4 separate regions of the Mus musculus genome follow, and all the other regions are linked to region 4. Evidence: chromatin contacts called from public HiCAR-type, HiChIP or PLAC-seq and promoter capture Hi-C data. All regions are on one chromosome and are shown on one strand. Each heading gives the region's core, a stretch centred on a gene start, on an enhancer-like site or on the middle of the called end of the contact. The rest is flanking DNA. Distances are from core to core; before and after follow the strand shown. Region 1 holds the start of Tmem158 (transmembrane protein 158). Region 2 has its middle 24 kb from the start of Pomgnt2. Region 3 holds the start of Vipr1 (vasoactive intestinal peptide receptor 1). Region 4 holds the start of 9530059O14Rik (RIKEN cDNA 9530059O14 gene).

The links. Promoter capture Hi-C pulls out the DNA fragments that hold promoters and counts their contacts. HiCAR-type assays count read pairs that join an accessible place to other places. HiChIP or PLAC-seq counts read pairs in DNA pulled down with a chosen protein or histone mark.
Region 1: a promoter capture Hi-C map of liver shows a contact between it and region 4, with 3 times the contacts expected there. The contact joins the promoter of Tmem158 here to the promoter of 9530059O14Rik in region 4. A contact is called at or near these places in 5 of 39 promoter capture datasets (the C10 cell line, embryonic stem cells, hippocampal neurons and 1 more) and 3 of 484 Hi-C or Micro-C datasets (all in embryonic stem cells).
Region 2: a contact with region 4 is called in a HiCAR-type map of astrocytes, with 2.8 times the contacts expected there. The contact joins the enhancer-like site here to the promoter of 9530059O14Rik in region 4. A contact is called at or near these places in 4 of 39 promoter capture datasets (cranial neural crest, embryonic stem cells, hippocampal neurons and 1 more), 1 of 484 Hi-C or Micro-C datasets (cortical neurons) and 2 of 115 datasets of contacts at active chromatin or transcription factors (astrocytes and forebrain).
Region 3: an H3K4me3 HiChIP or PLAC-seq map of embryonic stem cells shows a contact between it and region 4, with 9 times the contacts expected there. The contact joins the promoter of Vipr1 here to the promoter of 9530059O14Rik in region 4. A contact is called at or near these places in 2 of 39 promoter capture datasets (embryonic stem cells and liver), 2 of 484 Hi-C or Micro-C datasets (both in embryonic stem cells) and 2 of 115 datasets of contacts at active chromatin or transcription factors (both in embryonic stem cells).

Annotation. Positions count from the first base shown.
Region 1 is chr9:123,258,245-123,263,391 of GRCm38.p6, reverse strand. Tmem158 (transmembrane protein 158) reads left to right here and starts at 2,603. Exons shown (of 1, transcript NM_001002267.2): 1 at 2,603-4,335. The coding sequence starts at 2,847. The coding sequence ends at 3,707.
Region 2 is chr9:122,017,381-122,022,348 of GRCm38.p6, reverse strand. No RefSeq gene overlaps it. Among named protein-coding and RNA genes, the nearest start is that of Pomgnt2, 24 kb to the right of the region's middle. Within about 2 kb of position 3,473, at least 82 of the 459 cell types and tissues checked have an H3K27ac peak or open chromatin away from gene starts, as enhancers often do. A contact at or near this core is called in astrocytes, where this site is marked.
Region 3 is chr9:121,639,875-121,645,147 of GRCm38.p6, reverse strand. Vipr1 (vasoactive intestinal peptide receptor 1) reads right to left here and starts at 2,432. Exons shown (of 13, transcript NM_011703.4): 1 at 2,222-2,432. The coding sequence starts at 2,299. It also overlaps a transcript of Lyzl4 not described here.
Region 4 is chr9:122,569,273-122,573,858 of GRCm38.p6, reverse strand. 9530059O14Rik (RIKEN cDNA 9530059O14 gene) reads right to left here and starts at 1,358. Exons shown (of 2, transcript NR_015610.2): 1 at 1,095-1,358.

The DNA.
Region 1 (5,147 bases), core at 1,354-3,853, 690 kb before region 4:
GTTCCGTGAGCCTAGTAAGCTGAAGGGAAGAGCACACACAGCAGTGATGGCGAGGAAAGGTAGCGTGAGCTGGGCGTAGTGGCGCTCACCTGTAAATCCAGCACGTGGGAAACAAGCAGCTTTCTTCTGGTGACACCGGTATCATCACACCATAATGCTGTTGTGTCATAAGTAAAGCAACTGACCCTCAAGAATGCTTACAGTAGTTAATCAGAGCTTTTAAATGGGCAGATTCGTCAGGGAATAAGTACTAGCAGAGCCTCTGTCATATACCAGCAGACAAGACAGAAGGTAACTTGTCTGGATGAAGGTGTGAAGGGCTATCATGTCAACAACTTGGCAGGGACTTCTTGGCTCTCCAAACCAGACTTGCTTCTTTGCTTGTGGTTGGTTGGTTGGTTTTTGAGACAGGGTCTCAGGCATTCCAGTCTAGACTTGAACTATGTCAAGCTGGCTTTGAACTCCTGATCCTCCCTCAATTTTCTAAGTGCTGTTACAGTTGCATGCCATCATACGCAACTGCAAACAAGTCTGTCATTTTCCCTTCCAAGTTTCCCCCACCCCCATCCCCACCCCCACCTCCATTGTACAGACACAGTAAGGGAACCCCTAAGAAGCTCAGCATGTTCCTGCCTAAAGTTCCAGAAAATGTCACCTGCTGTCATGGATAGAGACCTGACTCAAGACTCAATCCTTGACAACTAGGCCCCTTTAAGCCCTAGGGATCACATGATATCCCTGTTTTGAAGTAGGCTCATATTTAAACAAGGCTGCCACACCAGGTAGTATATTTTGTTCCTTAAAAGGATAAGTCATTTTAAATAAGAACATGAAACTGCACATTGTCCCATCTGGGAACACAAAAGTAGATAGATAGATAGATAGATAGATAGATAGATAGATAGATAGATAGATGTGTGTCCTGTGCCTCAGGGACATCAACCTTTTTTACAGAGACCAAGAATCCAGTCACACTGGGCTGGATTTGCAGGAATAGATAACCAACTGGCCAGCACTGAGAAGGTGGGGTAGATGCTGGACTGCAAGCTCCATTAACATAACACAGTCCCATGCAGGGTGGGTGCCAGCCGCCCGGCTGTCACTCAGGGAACCAAGACCAACAGAGAAGACTTGGTACTTTGGGGAATTCTGTTTATAAGGCTCTCTCTCTCCCTTCTCTCTCTCCCCACTTTCTCTCTGTCTACCTGTGTCTCTCCCTCATTCCAATGTTACTATTTGTTAGAAAACAACTTAGAAGATGGGTTTAGTGGTACATGGCTTTAGTCCCAGAACTCAAGAAGCAGGGGCAAGTGGATCTCTGAGAGTTTGAGGCCGGTCTGGTCTACATAATAAGTTCCAGGACAGCTAAAGCTACGAAGTGAAACCTTGACTCAAAAGAAAGAGCAGGAGAAAGAATGAAAGAGAGAGAGAGAACTATTTAGAGAAATATATTTAGCACTTTGTACCCAGCAATGGCTGTCATCCTGTCCTTCACAGGCCCTTGGGAAAGCTTAGCTGGCTTAGAGGGAGGGTCACTCTTAGATTTACAGAGCACAACTGTTTCAAGCCATTTTAGGGGTCAGTTGACATTAGTTTCCAAGTGTGAGGCCAGAAAACAAGGGAAGTGCAGTTTGCTCCTTTTTGTGATGGGGATTGAACCCTGGGCTTGCTAGGACACTAGGAAAGCACCCTTCCAACTGAGCTGCCTCTTCTTCCCAAGAACGTTTTTTGTTCTTTACAGAAAGCATCTTTCTGTGTAGCCCAGGCTGTCCTCAAACTCATAATTCTCCTCACCACCTTAGTACTGGATTTTGTTTATTTGAGACAGGTTTTCAGGTAGCCCAGGCTGGCCTCTCCAAGGAACTTGGACTCTGGATTCTCACTTGGGATTACAGACTTGTACCATCAAGCTCAGGACTCAGGTAGGCTTCTTAATATAAATTGTATCCTATTAAATTACTCTTGACAACTCCACCTCTCCACAATATACATCCCGGAAGACTGATATTCATGGACTCTAACATACAAATTTTTTGTGTCTATGTGCACACTAGACTGCAGGTGTCCTCAAGCATCCGACCTGTGGGATTTGCATTCCCATTGCCCCAACCAACACCAAAACTTCAGAATTTTGAGGATTTTTTTATGAGTTCTCTTCCTGTAAAACAAAACAACGAAACAAAAACAAAACAAAAAACAAAACAACAACAACAACAAAAAAACCCATATGTATCTATTGTGGTGAAGACACATTAAAACCAGCCAGACTCCAGATCTGAATTTCTGAACTCAGCAGAAAGGTACAAGAGTCCTGTCTCTGGCTCCTGAGGTAGCCCGGAGACTTTCTCCCTTCTTAGTTTCTCCTAAGCAGAAAGGAGGTACTGATTAGCTCTCCTGGGGGCGTGACAGAGGGACTGTCTGGGCTCCGGGACTCGCTCTGGGCTTCCCGCCCTCGGGGGTCCCCTCGCTCCGCCTCCACGCACCGCCCTGTCGCTCAGGTCTTCAGTTCCCGCCCCTGCGAGTGGAGCCCCGCCCTCCCAATTCCCCGCACCCGGTGAGCCGGGGGCGGGGCGCGCGGAAGGCGGAGCCGAGCAGGGGAATCCTCTCTCGTTTCGCCGCGAGCCAGCAGAGCCTCCTGGCCGTCCAAGGGCCCCAGCTCTGGGGGCAGCGGAACCTCGACGAGCGGAGTCTGAAGAGGCCATCGCGGCCCGTGAGCCGGTGTCGTCCCAATACACTGGCAGAGTTCCGCCTCGGCCTTCCAGGCCCCGCGGTTCCCTCACCGGACGGTCGCCTGCGCGCCATGCAGCCGCCGCCTGCCCCGCGCGCGTAGGCGCTCGCCACAGGCCATGCTGCCCCTTCTCGCCGCGCTACTGGCCGCCGCCTGCCAGCTGCCGCCGGCGCACGGCGGGGCCACGGATGCGCCCGGCCTTGCAGGGACGCCCCCAAACGCCTCGGCCAATGCGTCCTTCACCAACGAACACTCCACCCCGCGTCTGCTGGCATCGGCGGCATCGGCGCCCCCAGAGCGCGCGGGCCCAGAGGAGGCTCCGGCGGCGCCCTGCAACATCAGCGTGCAACGACAGATGCTGAGCTCGCTGCTCGTGCGCTGGGGCCGCCCGCGGGGCTTGCAGTGCGACCTGCTGCTCTTCTCTACCAACGCGCACGGCCGCGCCTTCTTCGCCGCCGCCTTCCACCGCGTCGGGCCACCACTGCTCATCGAGCATCTGGGGCTGGCGGCGGGCGGCGCGCAGCAAGACCTGCGCCTGTGCGTGGGCTGCGGCTGGGTGCGCGGCCGCCTGCGGGCTCCCGCCGGGGCTCCCACCGCGCTGCCTGCCTACCCGGCGGCCGAGCCGGGGCCGCTGTGGCTGCAGGGCGAGCCTCGTCACTTCTGCTGCCTGGACTTCAGCCTGGAGGAGCTGCAGGGCGAGCCGGGCTGGCGGCTGAACCGCAAGCCCATCGAGTCTACGCTGGTGGCCTGCTTCATGACCCTGGTCATCGTGGTGTGGAGCGTGGCCGCCCTCATCTGGCCGGTGCCCATCATTGCCGGCTTCCTGCCCAACGGCATGGAGCAGCGCCGGACCACCGCCGGCGCCCCCGCGGCCGCTCCTGCAGCCGTACCCGCGGGGACTACCGCCGCTGCCGCCGCCGCTGCTGCAGCTGCTGCTGCTGCTGCCGCGGCTGTCACCTCGGGGGTGGCTCCTAAGTGACCCCCTCCGCCCCGCGTCCGCGCTGTGTAAGCGCTCGCACGCGCCTTCCTCACCGGAGACGGGGCAGGTGCGCTTCGTGCTGTCCTTATTGTTCATCCTTTTCCCGGGAGGGGACCGCAGAGAGGCACAAATGAGGTGGGAAAGTGGGGTTTGTGCTGAGGTTCTGGTTCGGAAGAGCAGGGGCAAGCTCTCGGGCTGAAGGGTGGGATCCACGCGTGGCTCGAGGACACAAGGGAAACCGGCTCTTTCCCCTGCGGCACCCCCTCCCTGCGCCCACATGCCCTTTATTTATGGCAGAAAGTGACCAGATCCTGTGTATTTGTTTTATATATTTAATAACTGTTTTAAATGAAAGTTTTAGTAAAAAAAAATACAAAACAAAAAGATTCAACTGCTAAAGCTGTGGTAACAGGAGCTCTTTGTATCTGAATGTAGTTGTATTTGAAGCTTCTTGTTTGTTTTTTTAAAGGGGGGGACGAGGGAAGATTTGACACGGATTTATTGTAATTGCTTACAAAAGAACTTTATGAATCTTTTCCAAGTCGATCTATTCAGTGACATGGCCTGGTGGGCGTTTCTTCTTGTATTAATGTGGTTTTCTGGCTTTTAATACAGACATTTTCCTCCAGAAATGTGTATGTTTCCTTTATTTGCTTTTGGGAGAGGGATCCAAGACGCAAATGAATCATGAAGAAATTCCTGAAAAGAGGGGCGCCATCTGTCTTCCTGGCTGAGACAGGTGAAATCGCTTTCAGAATGGTTCCGATGGGGATTGCTAATCAGTTCACTGGGCCCCAGACACGTACGTCCTTTCTACAGAGCACAGGTTCACAGCGCTTGGCATAGTTTGTTTTCACATGGTGCCCCAGGAAAATCAATAAATAGTTCTGTGAGCCAAGTGTCTTTCACAGAACCACCTCGGTAGGTGTGGTGAATATACAGTATATATACATGTTCTTGTGTGTGCCCACTCACTCCTGAATGCATTTGTGTGGGGGAGTCAGAGTCAAGTGCCTTCTCCAGTTACTCTCCACCTTAGTTTTTATCTTGGTCTGTCTCTAAACACCAAGCAGGTAGATTCAGCTAGACTGGCTGGCCAGCGTCCTCCTGTCCCTGTCTCCCCAGTACCGAGATTATAAGCATACACCACTAAGATTGGCTTTTCACATGCATGTTGGAGATCTGAACTCAGGTCCTCCTGCTTAAGTACCGGGCACTTTTACTGAGCCATCTTCCCAGACCTGAAAATGGCTGATTGTAAGACATAGATTACATTCTGTTTGGTAAGTTAAGCAGGTGGCATGTTTCAAATGCTAGTATCAAATTCTGAGATGTTTATTTAGCATTAACAAGTTCTTGGTAAAAGGTAACCAATAGCTGTAACTCTGTGTTTCTGTGGTAGAACCTGTCTGCTACGTGGTAGATTCAGATTCTTTGAGT
Region 2 (4,968 bases), core at 2,224-4,723, 550 kb after region 4:
TCGAAACCTTTCCTTATTTATCCCCAAAGCCTGACATTAAAAACATAATAACTTTAAAAGTCCCACCATCTTTACAAATTCAAACACATTAAAATTTTCATCCCTTTAAAATATCCAATCTCTTTCAAAATCAAAGTCTCTTAAAATTCAAAGTCTCTCAACTGTGGGATCCAGTAAAATACCTTACTTCAGGAGGGAAAAATCAGGTCACAGTCTCAATCAAATGAAAGTAAAATCAAACTCTAACCATAAAATGTCGGGGATCCACTCATGATATTCTGGGCTCCTCCAAAGGGCTTGAGTCACGTCTCCAGTTCTGCCCTCTGTAGCACACAGCCTGGTTCCAAGGTTCTGGCTGGCTCCACTCCCCTACTGCTGTTGTTCTTGGTGGTCGTCCCGTGGTACTGGCATCTCTAACACTGCTTGGATCTTCTGCTACAACTGGTCTGCATTTTCACCAGTAGCCTCTCATAGGCTCTCTTCATGGTGCCAAGCCTCAGCTTTCTTGCATGACTCCCTTAGTCCTGTGCCATCAACCACCACTGTGGCTGCACCTTCACCAATGGCCTCTCCTGACCTCTCCCAGTGCTGAGCCTCAGCTGCTCTTCATGACCTCTTCACGCCTTCAAAACCAGCACCACCGGCGTGACTCTTATACATTACCAAGTCCAGCTGCAGCACAAGGTACAACCTTGGCTGTCTCTGGAACACAGATTCTCTGTGCTCTCAGAGCTGTTCCAGCAAGACCCCACTACCCTGGCACTAACTGGTCTTAGTTAGGGTCGCTACTGCTGTGTTAAATCATTACAGCCAAAAACCATGTTGGGGAGTAAAGGATTGATTTGGCTTATACATCCAGATTATAATCCATCATTGGAGGACGTCAGGACAGGAACTCAAACAGGACTGGAACCTGGAGGCAGGAGCCGATGCAGAGGCCATGGAGGGGTGCTGCTTACTGGCTTGCTCCCCATGGCTTGCTCAGCCTGCTTTCTTACAGAACCCAGATCACCAGCCCAGGGATGATATCACCCACAATGGGCTGTGCCCTCCCCCATTGATCACTAATTGAGAAAATGCCTTTCAGCTGGATCTCATGGAGGTATTTCCTCAACTGAGGCGCCTTTCTCTCTGATGACTCTAGCTTGTGTCAAGTTGACACAAAACCAGCCAGTCCTCATGCCCTCGATGATTGAACCATCCCCCCACCCAGCCCAAATTTAAGTCTTTGTTCTATGACCTCAAATGGCTTCTGAGGCCCTCTAGTGAGATTTACGTTTAGCTATTGTATGTTTCAACTACAAAATTTCTATTTGGTGCCTAAAAGCAACTTCTCTGTCTTTATTTAAATTACTGACTTGGTGAGGCACTATTCTGATCCTTTCTTTTCATTCTTTAGACATTATTTCCTTGAATTGTTTGAATAATTTATACAAGCTTATTTAGAGTCTTCATCTAAAAATTCAATGTATGACTTCTGTAGTACTCTCCATTGATCATGTGCCCCCTCCCGAATTTACCATATTTTAATGTTTCTTTGTTTGTCTCATGAAACACTGGAGTAGGTAATACAATGTGGAGCAACGGCAACTACACAGATCCTTCCACTTTCAGAGCTCCTTTTAAAACATTTATTTTTTATTACATGTGTTGGGTGTTTTGCCTGCATGCATATATGTGTACATGTGCACCGGCAGAGGCCAGGAGAGGGCATTACATCCATGGAAGTGTAGTTAGAGTCGGGAACTGAACTCAGGTCCTCTGTATGAGCAGCCAGTGCCCTTAACCACTGAGCCGTCTTTCTAGGGCTTCTTATTGCTACTGCTGATTTTGTGGCTGCTGCTGCTGTCTGTGTCTTGTGGCCCCAGTAGATTACTGAGGTAGTCTGTACTTCCTGTAGTGAAGGCCACAGGAGATTCTGCTGGCTCCACTCAGCTGTCAGCTAATGAGACAGTGATTGCTTTGAGTGTGGTGAGCCCGCAGGTCCTTTATAGTTGTCCAGAGGCTCTGTGTGGCCTGAGGTGTGTCTTTTGCTTAAGCTTTCCCCTTTTGCTTGTGAAAAGTTTCATAGAAACATATGGCTTACACACATACACTCACTCACTTACTCACTCACTCACAGACACACTCATACTCACACACAAATACACACACTCACATTCACACTCTTATACACACTCATATACACATACACACATTCATTCACACACACACTCTTTCTCTCTCTCTCTCTTTCTTACACACACACAGACACACACACACACACACTCACATACAGAGGCATGGCACCTTTCTGCAAATCATGACTTTTTAGATCCCCAGATGATGTCAAAGCTTTTTCTTCATCATAAATTTTTGGCCAACCTTGTTTGTATCAATGTTTTCCCATGTAACTTTATAAATATTATTTCTAATAATGTTATTAGATTTTTATATTAAATTTTAATTTGTATGTGTTTTGCCCATGTGTATGTATGTGCGCTGCTGTCATGCCTGGTCCACGCACAGGTCAGGAGAGGACAATGGGTCCCCAGACCTTGAGTTGAGATGGTTATGAATCCCCATGGTGCTTTCTGACACTCGGAACCCAGTCAGGTTCCGCACCAACACAGATGTTGGCTCTCTGCTCTCAGCGTCTTCCTTCTATCGTGAGGGGCTTCCATCCACCTCTGTAACTCTGTTTAAAATAAAGGATATGCCAAAGTGTCTGCAAATGTGTTCTTATTTAAAACCAAGCAGAGATGACTTTGATGTGTTTGACGCTGACGGCTCAAAGTGAGCCTGCTTTGCTCTCTCTTTTGGTTGATGAGACAGATCCCCTTTCTCTTCCTCGCACTATACCGGCTCTTGCTGCAAGAAGGAATTCACACAAAACATCTCAACCTGGCTTTCTTCTGATACTCACGGAGGCATCGCAGGCTGACACTTGCCCTTCTCCTCTGTGATTCTAAGACCTGGGGTCAGTGAGTGACTGTGCATGGAGAAACACCTACAGATAGACTCGGGTGGGACCCATGGAGGTGTCATTTTAACAGTACAAAAGAGCCAAGGTTCTCTTCCTCAGTGCAGCCCTTCTCAGACCACACACAGCAGGAGAGCCAGATGCCGCACCTCTGCCAAGTCTCCACGCTGCTTGGCAAGGAGCGTGGCCAGCAGCCAATGGGGCAAGGGGCAGAGGGGAGAACATTCTGAGTCGGCTTTACAGAGTCACAGTTTCAACTTAGTCAAAAGTGGACTCTTTAATAATATAGAGCCTTTAAGCAGCCAAAGGCTTAAAGTCTAGCATAAAGCAGATTCTCACAGCTGGAAGGTAAATCCCCAGAAGACAGCCCTCACCATGGAAACGCTGACACAGCCTTCCAGTCCCTCTCGGGAATTAAACCCCTCATTTCAATGTTTTTCTTTATTTTGAGCTGGAATCACATACAAGTCTAGGAATGCAACTCGTTCTGATAGGAAACTAAATGCTGCCCCCTGTCAGGACCCAGAGGGAAGTGTCCTCTCACTACAATAGTGCACAGTCAGGTTTAGACAATCATGGACCCAGGAAAGAAAATCCTGCAAGGTTTTTCCCTGGGAAAAATGAAGAAGGGAAGGGAAAGGAAGGGAGAGGAGGGGGAGGGAGGGGAGGGAAAGAGAGGAGAAGGGGAAGGGGAAGAGAGAAAGGGAAGGGGAGGGGAGGGAAGAGAAAGGGGGAAGGAAGGGAGAGAAGGAAGGGGAGGAGAGGGAGAGAAAAAGAAGAAAAGGGAAGGGAAGGGAGGGGAGGGGAGGGGAGAGGAGAGAAGGAAAAGAAGAAGGGAACCGGAGGGGAAAAAAAGGAAGAAGAGGGGAGACATGATATTAAAAGAACAGCCACTGTGAGCAACTGGGGCTGAGTCCTTGGAGGAATTCTGGAAGCAGCGTAGGCTCCTTCCATAAAAACCCCACAAGAGGAGTTTCCAGAGTATGCTTTGCTGAGAAGCAGCCCAGAGAGTGAAACTCAGAACAGAGGTTAGAGGTTAGAGGTTAGAGGTTAGAGGTTAGAGGTTAGAGGTTAGAGGTTAGAGGTTAGAGGTTAGAGGGGAGGCTGGTAATGTCACCCAAAGGTCAGAGGACACAGCAACAGAAGGGCTCTGGGCAGGGAAGGGATCCAGCTGACTTTGCTGAGGTCGTCTTAAGCTCCTCTTGTCAAGCACCCAGCATCCCACAGCTCTTGCCTGGTATTGGTTCTTTCCCGACTTACCTTCGTGAATCTTAATACGCTGTTATTTGTGATGGAAGAGCATAGCATGTAAAAGAATCAGAAAGCTTATGTCCTAGTTTGCTTTCTGTGGCTGTTATAAAACACTGACCAAAATCAACTTGATTTTGGAAAGAAACTTGAAAAGGAGAGAAAAATGTTTATTCCATCTTACAATCCCAGCTAACGTGTCATCAGGAAGCCAGGCGCTCAGGGCAGGACCTGAAGCGGAGACCACAGGGGATGCTGTGTACTGACTTCCTCCATAAGCTCATGAAGATTTGAGCTCTCAGTGGCCTCCCCTAGCCCAAGGCTCTGAAATGGCCTATCACGACGATACCCCACTCTCTGATACCAATTTCTGTCCCAGTTTGCTTTTTGTTGCTGGGATAAAATATGGATAAAAAGTAAACAGGAGGGAAAAGGGTTTGTTTGCCTTACAGGTTATATCCAGTCCACCAGACCAGGGAAGAAATTGAAGCAGGGCCCATGGAGAAATGATTGCTTACTGGCTTGCTCTCTATGGATTTCTCGGCTGCTTTTCACACAGCCCAGACCTAACTGCATAGGGATGGCACTGCCCACTGTGCTGGACCCTCTCACCCCAACTAGCAATCAAGAAATTGCCCACAGACAAGCCAAAGGCACCTGCCTTTGATGGAGGCAATTCCTCAACAAAGTTCCTTCTTCCCAGGTGACTCTAGTTTGTGTCAAGTTGTCAAAAATTAACTAGTGCAACCTCAAATAAG
Region 3 (5,273 bases), core at 1,183-3,682, 930 kb after region 4:
CCCAGGGGGAGGAGCTATGGAAGGCCTTGGGATACACTTCACTTCCTCCTCTGGGACACTGCAAGTTTTCTTTCCTTTTTTTTTTTTTTTTTTTTTTTTTGGCTTCTCTGTTCAAAGATTTCCCTTCCTAGGCCAAGGCAGGGCCCCATAAACAGAGTGATAAGGCTCGGTGCCTTCACTGTGAACTCTGCAGCTGCCATTTTATGACTCTGATAACATGACCCCCCCAAGTCCGGCTGCAGCAGGAACACTGGGTGTCCGTTCCAGGAGGGAGCAACTGAGGACAGGGAGAGGAGAGCAGGGGCTGGGGTCCCCCTCCAGTCCAGAGAGAGAAGAGCAGGGGCTGGGGTCCCCTCCAGTCCAGGGAGAGAAGAGCAGGGGCTGGGGTCCCCCTCCAGTCCAGGGAGAGGAGAGCAGGGGTTGGGGTCCCCCTCCAGTCCAGAGAGAGAAGAGCAGGGGCTGGGGTCCCCCTCCAGTCCAGGGAGAGGAGAGCAGGGGCTGGGGTCTCCCTCCAGTCCAGGGAGAGGAGAGCAGGGGCTGGGGTCCCCCTCCAGTCCAGGGAGAGGAGAGCAGGGGCTGGGGTCCCCCTCCAGTCCAGAGAGAGGAGAGCAGGGGCTGGGGTCCCCTCCAGTCCAGAGAGAGAAGAGCAGGGGCTGGGGTCCCCTCCAGTCCAGGGAGAGAAGAGCAGGGGCTGGGATCCCCCTCCAGTCCAGGGAGAGAAGAGCAGGGGCTGGGGTCCCCCTCCATTCCAGGGAGAGGAGAGCAGGGGCTGGGGTCCCCCTCCAGTCCAGGCTAAGTCCCTTCCCCTCATTTTGTGGACCAAGAGGGCAGCCGAGGCTGGGAGGCTAGTGGAACTGAAGATGGGGTTGGAGTGGAAAGATCAGAGGCAACCAGGGAAGGCTCCCTGGAGGAGGAGCTAGAGTTGGCACCTCCAAATAAGAAGTAGGAAGATGGAATTGGAGGGACTGGGCTCAATCTGTTTCTAGATGGATGGTACCTGGGGCCAGAGGCCTCCAGTGGTCCAAAAACCCCTGGCTTATCCAAAATGGAGTAGCCAGGACACAGAGTTGGGGAAGTTGGAGGGCTGCTAGTGTGGTCTGTGACACTGAGGGCCAGAGTCTGATGAAGCTTGGAGTGTGGGGAGGGGCTGTAAACAGGAGGAAGGGGGCAACACTGTCCAATTCTCAGAGAGCAGCACCTTCTCCGGAAGGGGTTGGGGGGGTGGTGAGATTTTCCAGAGCAGGGTGTGCCAGACACCAGCTAGGAGGAAACAGATTCATGTCCTGATCCCTGCCCTGGGAAAGGTTGTGATTAGGGAGGGACCACGGGATAGACTGCACTAAGGTGACCGACCAAGATTCCCCACTTCCTCCAGGCAGCCCACTTGTTCCAGACCAGAATCCACTAAGGAAAAGACAATCTTGAAGCAACAGCTCCACAGACCTAGAGCAAGGGAAGGGAAGATCACCTCTGTCCAAGTGTGGCTGGCAGGGACAGGTGTGGCTCCTGTGGCCTCATTTTGCCCTTCTGTAAAATGGGTTTAGGGGGTCTCTGAGTCTTGAGGTCTTTCTTAGTCTCAGAGGAGGTGACCAGGTGTCTGCCCCATGACCCTGGTGAGTCTGTCACAGCCACAGGAGCACACCCACACACATGTCTGTGTGGGAGGAAGCCGAGGTCTAAGGTAGAGCAAGCCCCCCTGCTTTTCCCAATACATGCTTTTACCTGCCCACCATCAGCCTATAGTTAGAGGATAAAGAGCACAGAATGAAATTCTCACCAGATCCCAAGGACCCCTCCCCAGGGTACAGGCACTAAGGTCTGATGCTGTGCTGTCTTCATCGCACAAGTTCTCAAAATACCCAGAGAGGCTTCCAGACACAGCCTCCTTCCCACCCGACAGTCTACAGGATCTCCCATCTCACTCGATCGTGCCACCCACAGTTCTCCTCCCCACGTACCCCCACAGGCACTCATCGCAAGGCAAGTCTGGGGCTCCCTCTCGCCCCCAACCTCTTCATCGCTGATTGGGATCACTTCGCGGTGAGCGCTCTAAGATGAGCTAAGAGGGACCCGCCGCTACCGAGCTCCCACGCCTCTGGGCTACAGAAGAGAGAAGACGAGAACCGCGCTCCTGCTGCCCCCCGATGGCCAGATGGTCCCGGATACGCTGCCCCCGCAGTTCCCCCATCCGTGGGATCTGGGTGGAGGGGCACACACTCACCGCGGGTCCGAGGGCGCAGGCGAGGGCTCCTGCCAGCACGCAGAGCCAGCGGGCAGGCGGTAGGCTCGGAGGGCGCATGGTCCGCCCTGAGCCCGCGGCAGGCAGCCGAGAGCGCCTACGGGGTCTGTGGCTAACGCAGCGCGGGAGAGTGGCGCGGGCCAGCGGCCCGGGCGCTATGAGGCACAGCTCCAGGCTAGGGGAGGGCGGCGGGGGCTCGTCTGACGGGCGGCGGGGTTAGCCAATGGCACGGCGGAGGCGGTACCTCGGCGCAGGTAGGGGGCGGAGCCGGGGCCCCCGGGGGCGTGAGCACAGAGTCCCGCTAGAGGTGCGCGTCGTCGGGAGCTGCTAGCTAGCGAGCATCCTCTCGGCTCTCCGATGCGGGGACGCTGGGCTCAACACCGCCCAGTGTTCCCCGCGCCCGCACCTTTCTCTCTCAACCCCGGCTGCGCCCTCGGCCCCTGGCAGTGAGCTCCTCCAGTCTTCGGCTCCAGGGAGTTTAGCTGCCGGCTCCCCGGTTTCCACGTCGGCTTGCAGCCCAAATTCTTGGACTAGAAGGGCCACAGCTTTCCAGGGCTGAAGGCTGGCCTCCGATGGGGTCCAGCGGATCACGCTGTTGGAACCATCTGCGACAAGGGAGAAGCCGAGGGGGCGCAGCCGGGGTCGGGGAGTCCCAACTGGGGGTTCCTCTTGGCCGCCCAGGGCAGGGTGCACTCAGAGCTGGACACGACTTGGCCGGCGCAGCTCGTGAGGGACGAGAAGTCAATGTTCCAGCGCCCCCGCGCGGGGACCAAAGCCTGTACCCTTTCTTGGGCCCAGGCTGCCCACAGACCGGTCTTCCCGGAGTCCCCAGGGACTAGGATCAGGGTGCCAGTGTCCCGCGCTGTGTCTCCAAGATCGGGCGGGCCGGTAGCGGGTGATCTGAGGCTGCTCTCCCTCCGAAGCTTGTCTTTAGGGCTCGGATTATTCGGTGCTAGCGTGGGGCGCGGGGTTACCGACTCAGAGCCCTTCGCGCTACGTCTTAGGGAACCCGTGCAGATGACTTTCCAAGAGCTCGAGTGATCATGGTGAGAAGGTGATGTGGGGGGCTGATGGCGCGGTGGGATAGAAGGTGGGAGGAGGGGCGGAGTTGCAGAGGGCCGCGTGTCCCTGCGCGAAGTAGGGTGTGCGATCCATTTGAAGGAAGTCGCTCTCCGGGCGCTTTCTGGCCAGCAGGAGCGCGGGAATTTCCCGAGGATTCTCCAGCCTTCCCAACCTGCAACGTGGGAAACTAACGCTGTGGGCGTGGCCTTGAGGTCGGTTACAGAAAAGTCTGGAAGCAAACCCCTGGCCTTCCTCCTTCCTCTCCTTCCTAGTCTACCGCACTTCCCTTGTTCTCTCTCCCCCTGAGCCTGAGCCTGAGCCTGAGCCAGGCCTCTACTACGCACCAGGGCATAGGAGGTAAGAGGCACTCCCTGCAATTTCTGCTTCCGGATAGAGAATGGGCTAGTTGTCACAGGCCTTTCTCCAGTTATGGGGTGTCAGAAGAGGGAGCTGTTTAGTAGTTGCCATTCAGTGCTTCAGGGCTAGGATTTCGGGAGTCACTGTGAGCAGGAATAGGGGTTTGCCTCGCTTGTGACCATGGGCACACTCCTCTTAGGCCTTAGGCCTCTTAACCGGGCAGTGAGGTCTTACCAGCTCTTGAGGTGGTATGCTCAAGTCCCAGATGTGAGCTTTGGCTCTCAACCCTGCCCACCCCCATATGTCACCTAGGCAGCTGCAGAATGCTGATATGGGGCGGGGTGGCACGTGCCTGTGATCCCACTGCTCTGTATGCTTCGGGAGGAGGATTCCTGTGGATTTCAGACCAGCCTGAGCAAAATGCTACGGTGCTTCACCTCATGGTCCTGTTAGCATTTCCGTGTTCTCTGTGGACAGAGATCTGGGCATGGGGGTGGGGGTGGATGGAGGGTTTTGGGTACCGGGAAGGAAGTGGGAAGCCAGACTCCATTTTGCTATGTGACCTTCACCAGGCAGGTGAATAGATGGGAGGTAGAGGCCACCAGTGGTGATGGCTGCCCTGTCCACGCTGATCCTTCTTGGGCTGGAGGTTGGAAGGCTGGTGCTAGGCTACAGCTGAGAACATCGGCAGGATCCCCTGGTGTCTTCCCGGCCTGACCCCCAGGAGAGGAAGATGTCTTGGGGAGAATAGCTTTCTCTTCCAATTCTCTGTGAAAGCTACTCTCAGTTCTTTCTGGTTGTTCCCTGGGGACCCATCCTTCTTTACCATCAAAGGACACAAGACACGCTCAAAAAACAAAAGGAGCAGGAAAACAGCAAAAACAACCTTAAAAATGCAACCCAGCTTATTTCCTGCTGCCTCTTAAAGTCTCTGTTCTGAGACACTGGGAGGTCAACCATGCACCTACTCCTGGGGGAGCCTTGTGGAATCTGAGGAGGAGGCTACTGTTGTTTACCTAGGTAATAGGGAAGGCTTCAGGAGAGAAGGGACTTCTGAAGAGATGGGGGAAGATGGGCTTCATGAGGCTTGGGAAGCAGGTATAACTGAGACTGAGGGAACAGACATCCGAGGTGGAGGGAGCAGGTACCTGAGGTTTAAGAGAAAGCACCTGAAGCAGACGGAGATCTCCAAGGCTGAAGGAGCGGGTGCTGGTGGTGGTGTTTGTAGTTACCTTCCCCACCATATCCTGAGAAGGGATTCCCACATCACCTGCCTTTGCCTCACAAATCTATGCTGGAACAGTCGCAGGAGAGCCGGAGCCACGGTCTGCCCCCATTTCTGAAGCTGTTCTCGCTTGAGTCCTGTGCTAGCCTGATCTTTACCGGATCCCTGCAACCTGCTCCCAGATTCTGGCTCAGATTCTAGTTGCCAGAACCACAGGGGTGCAGCGGATGAAGCGGGGGAAGGGGAGACAGTCACTTGCCATTCCCCGTGACAACAAGCTCGCTCGGCAGAAAGAATCTGCCGTTACTCATCCAATCCTGTCTGGCTTCAAGCCCGCTGCATCCCTGTGCCGTGTGCCACCCTCTCCTCCTCCAGGCCTGCAGCCACCTC
Region 4 (4,586 bases), core at 109-2,608:
GCTGCTGGGTGTCTGAATTCAGAGCTTGTATCCCAAACTGCACCCTTCCACCTCCACTGAGAAGACTCAGCTCCAGTGCAGAAGGGCTAGCCTTCAGCTCTCTCCCCAGCGTAATTGGATCAGGGCTTATTTCTTCCTCTAGGGGCAACTCCTACTTCATTTTCTCTCCAGTCTGCATGTTATCAGCTTGACATCCCCTTCAGTGGCACATGACAAATTAAATTGGCCATCACTGTACTCATCAAAGGAGGTTGTCTTCTGTTCCCCAGAAGTCCTGTGTTCTCTCTCTCTCTCTCTCTCTCTCTCTCTCTCTCTCACACACACACACACCTTGGTTTTTATTTATTTCTATTTTTTTCCCTAGGGTTTTGTTTGAAAGGTTATAAGGAACATATGGACCATAAAGCCAAAAGTATAGTCGCAAAATATGACTCAAATACCTACATCTCTACTGCCTTGCATTTAAAACAAAAACTTTACAAAAACGCGAATTAAGTTATTTTCTCCATCTTCCCTCGTAATTCAACACTTTAACGCATATTTTCTGCCAAAAAGTCATAAAGTAAAAATGGTGTATCCTAGGCGCTTCCAAGTCTCACACATCCTTGGCAGAATAACCTGCAGCACAGGGGTAGATCAGAAACGGAGGGGGTTAGCTGGTTAGCAACATCTACAGCCACTGTTTCTTCTCTCCTTGGCATTTCAAGTGGCTTTTGGGGACAGAGTGACGGGACCAACGCAGAGGCTTCGCCCTAGCCCTACCCAGGGCTGATTCTCAAAAGGGCCCCCGCCCCCCACATTCAAACACGCCGGGTGTACCCAGCCTGCGCCAGCTAGCTAGAGCTCCCGGCTCCTATCTGAGTGTCTTTTCAACCTTTGTCAAGTATCTCAAGACAAGAATTCCTCAAATCAAAGCGCTTTCCCAAACCAGGGACTGGGGAAACTCGAAAAAGAGGCCCAGAAGGCGAGTGACTTCGGACTTGTTCTGCAAGCTTGACTTAGTCATTACACCAAACCTCCTGTGCCCTAGAGGATCCCGGGGTTCCCACACAGTAGGAGGGCATCCCATGCCTGCGCTCCCGCTGGGCACTCACCTACTGCTAGAAAAGAAGTCACAATCTGTGGTCCAGACTTCCGCCGCAGAGAAGCCCAGCACGCCCACCCAGAGGGCTAGCGCGCCTCCGCGGGTGGTCGGATCACAGGGTGCCGAGGGTACCCACTGAGGTGGCCGGACATCTGGGTGTCTGAGCGCGCCCTCCGAGGTAGTCTGATCGCTCGCGCCCGGTAGGGCGGTGGGAACCCGGGCAGCTGCTGCGAGGAGCGCTCCCGGGCGGGTCCGCGCCGAGCTCGAGCGAGCGGGCGAGCGGGGCGGGAGGGGCCATTTGTAACCGAGCAGACGCTACCACCGCCCCTTACTCGCGGGGGGCGGGGGCGGGCGGTCAGGTGATGGCGGCCCACCCCGCGCCGCGGAGCCCGGTGGTTCCTGCCCGGGAGGAGCCCCCTGGCGCGCTCTGATTGGAACTCCCGCTGCAGTAGGAGGGGGAGGGGGACACGTGACCGCCCGACTGGGCAGCCGGCGCGCCCCACCCGCTATGGGCACCCCATCTTTCCTCCCGGAAAAGCCGGGGAACACAGGGAAGGCGGGGGAGCACGCAAGGTGCAACCAGCTCCTTTAGCTGCAGTGCCGGGTGATCACCGCAGCTGAACCTGGGAAGGCATTCACACTACCAACCGGCCTTCACAGTCCTCCGCCCTGCCCTTGGCAGTAGAACCCTCCCTCCTCTGCTGCAGCCCCCCCCCCCCCCACACACACACACTGACACTCTGAATAGACCCCACCGGCACTTCATAGTCAAGCGTGACCCCTCCCCTCTCTGTCTCTTTCTGCGCACCGGCGAGAGTGAGTACCCGAGAACAGCTTAAGGCGATGCGATGCATTGCAGACACCGCCCAGTTCCAAGGCTAGAAAACCCCGCAACCCACGACTAGACCACGCCCGGGAATGCCTGATAACTCCAAGGTCTACAAGGTTCTGAACTCGAACAGGCTCCCTCAGGAGAAGGGAACCGCAGTAGAAGGCCCACCCTCCCCAGAGAGGGCAGTGGTCTTCTGAGTGCAAGTCCAGTCCTCAGCCCAGGGGAGCAAAGATCCAATAAAGGTCAAATTAAAACATAAGGTAGTGACGCCGCCAGGGACGTGCCTCATGGTTGTGGGAAGCCGGCAATTAACCACCCACGACCGGGCGTTGCTTTTCTCTCGAATGTGAACGCCCTCGGAGTTGCGCTGTTCCATGCTCGCTCCAGTTCTCTGCAGAGAACGGATTCTGCAGCCTTGCACTCTGCTTCCCCATGACCCCCTCCCTTGGTTGCACCATCCTAGATGGCAGGAATTCAGAGAAAATGCGGTGTCACGTCCGCTGCGACGCCCGTGGACGCGTCTGCGACAACCCCAGCAGCACATGGGGACCGTGAATCTGCTCGCCACTTGGGCCATACTGTGGGCATTCTTATGAGATTATTAGAAGCAAACTGTCTCTCTCTACACTGGCTTCTTTCTAACTTCTGTCCAAGAGAGTTTTGTACTGTATTTGGACGTGGATGCGGTTTTTGGCCAAGGCAGAAACCGCATAGTCCAAAGCACAGATGGGGGAAGAAGGTGGGACTTAATGGTCCCATTGCACTCCAACTTCCCTCTCAACCTCTACCCGCGAAGCAACGCCTCCCTTAACCCAGAGGGTCTTTCCCCAACCCCTTCATGACACTTGTGTGCTTCCCTGGGCACAGGACAAATGTCCAGCAGGTTTGCTTAGTAGGAAGCTTAACTGCATGCAAAGCTTCGGGCACCAACGCTAGACAGAACTTTGGAGGACTCCGAAAAGCTACCATGGGAGAGAGGGGCCTGTCAAATTAAGAAGTATATTATTTTCCAAGCAGATGCCTCGCTGCCCTTCTCAAAACTACACTATATATAAAAGGGGGAAAATAATCCACTACACACACACACACACACACACACACACACACACACACACACACACACCTTTTTAGCAAGGATCTGGGAAGTTGAGAGAATACTGCTCACTTGTGGCATCGCCCGAAGAGATAATTCCTGAGGGTCTGGCGTGTATTCAAAGATATGATATCCGGTAGCCTAGACAGGAAGGAGGTGAATACTCCTTCAGAGTCTCAAGGTTGTGATTTTGAACTTGAAACTGTAGATCCTAATTTTTTTGTTTTTGCCTCCCTCTCCCTTCAATGCTTTATGTTGCATATCTGGGAATGATGGTGGAGTTAAATGCAACACACACACACACACACACACACACACACACACACACACACGTTGGGTCCGGCACAGCTGGAGATGTGTGGTATCAGATCCTGGACTTTCACGTGTCCGACCCTTGAGTACCATTGAGAGAGGCAGCCCAGAGTGGCTGATGCAGAGACTGACACGCCTTGTAGTGTAGGGAGTGTTCGCGACAGTGTCTGAATTGGGGTAGGTCCCTGACTTCGAGCCCTGCTTGTCTACAGGGTCACGCCCTGTTGAGAAAACACACAACAGCCGGGATGAATGGGGATGATATTGAACAGGACAAGTCGCTGCAGAGCATTTGCTTTCAGCGTCCTCCTGCGGCGCGGTCAGAGGTCTGTGGAACTGTGCCTTCGGAGTGACCACACCTCAGGGTTGTGAGAAGCTGCTTAATGGCGACAGGGGTGGGGCATGTTGATAAAGTGCAGAATCTGACCTGATTTTCAATCTAAAAGGGATCTGGAAGTATCGACGGGTCAATCTTGGGAAGCTACGAAGAGGGCGTGGTGGAATGGGACAAATGGCAGGTTTGGGGTCCCAGGGTGAAAAGGATTTCGGAGGCTCCCTGTCTGCAGGCATGTCCTCAAGAGCTGCGCTAAGCGTCATCATCCCCTTCTATAGGCCAGGCACGGTCCCCCTCTCTTTCCTTCCTCCAAGTTCCTGTGGCTAAATCCCTGCACACTGGCCAGCACCAGTAAGATTCTGAGTCGGCAGTCTCCCCTCTGCTCATTACTAGAGCGGACCAAGGCCTGCCTGTCCGGTCCGCTGTGCGCCTGGCAGGCACCACATTGATCCTGTCGTCTCGTTCCCGCCTACCGCAGGGTTGCTGCAACAGTGGGACCGCTACCTTCTCATGCTTTCTGCCGTTCCACCCCACCCCCACCCCTGTTGGCTGTTCACCTCACGCCCGCCCACCATCTTCGTCCCCAGCGCACTCTGCTGCACCCCCACTAGGCGCGCGTGGCTGCCCAGGGCTGGGCGCAGCCGTTGCGGGGAACCCACGACGGCGATCCGCTGCTGCCCCGGCTCGGGGTCCACCAACGTGGAACCTGACTACTCCTCCAAGGTCCCGGGCTCAGTTGTGGGTAGAGTCCCCGCAAACCCCTAATGTGCTCCGTAGGCAGGTCAATGTCCATATGTCTCTGCCCCGTCATCCCTAGTCAGGGGTGTGGGCGAAAGGTTTGGAAGCTCCAGTGTCCCCAACCACCCTTGGACAAAGCCTCCAGCTTTCCGGTTTCCCACTCGGGAGATTCAAGGAGGCCCGGGCAGCGGGG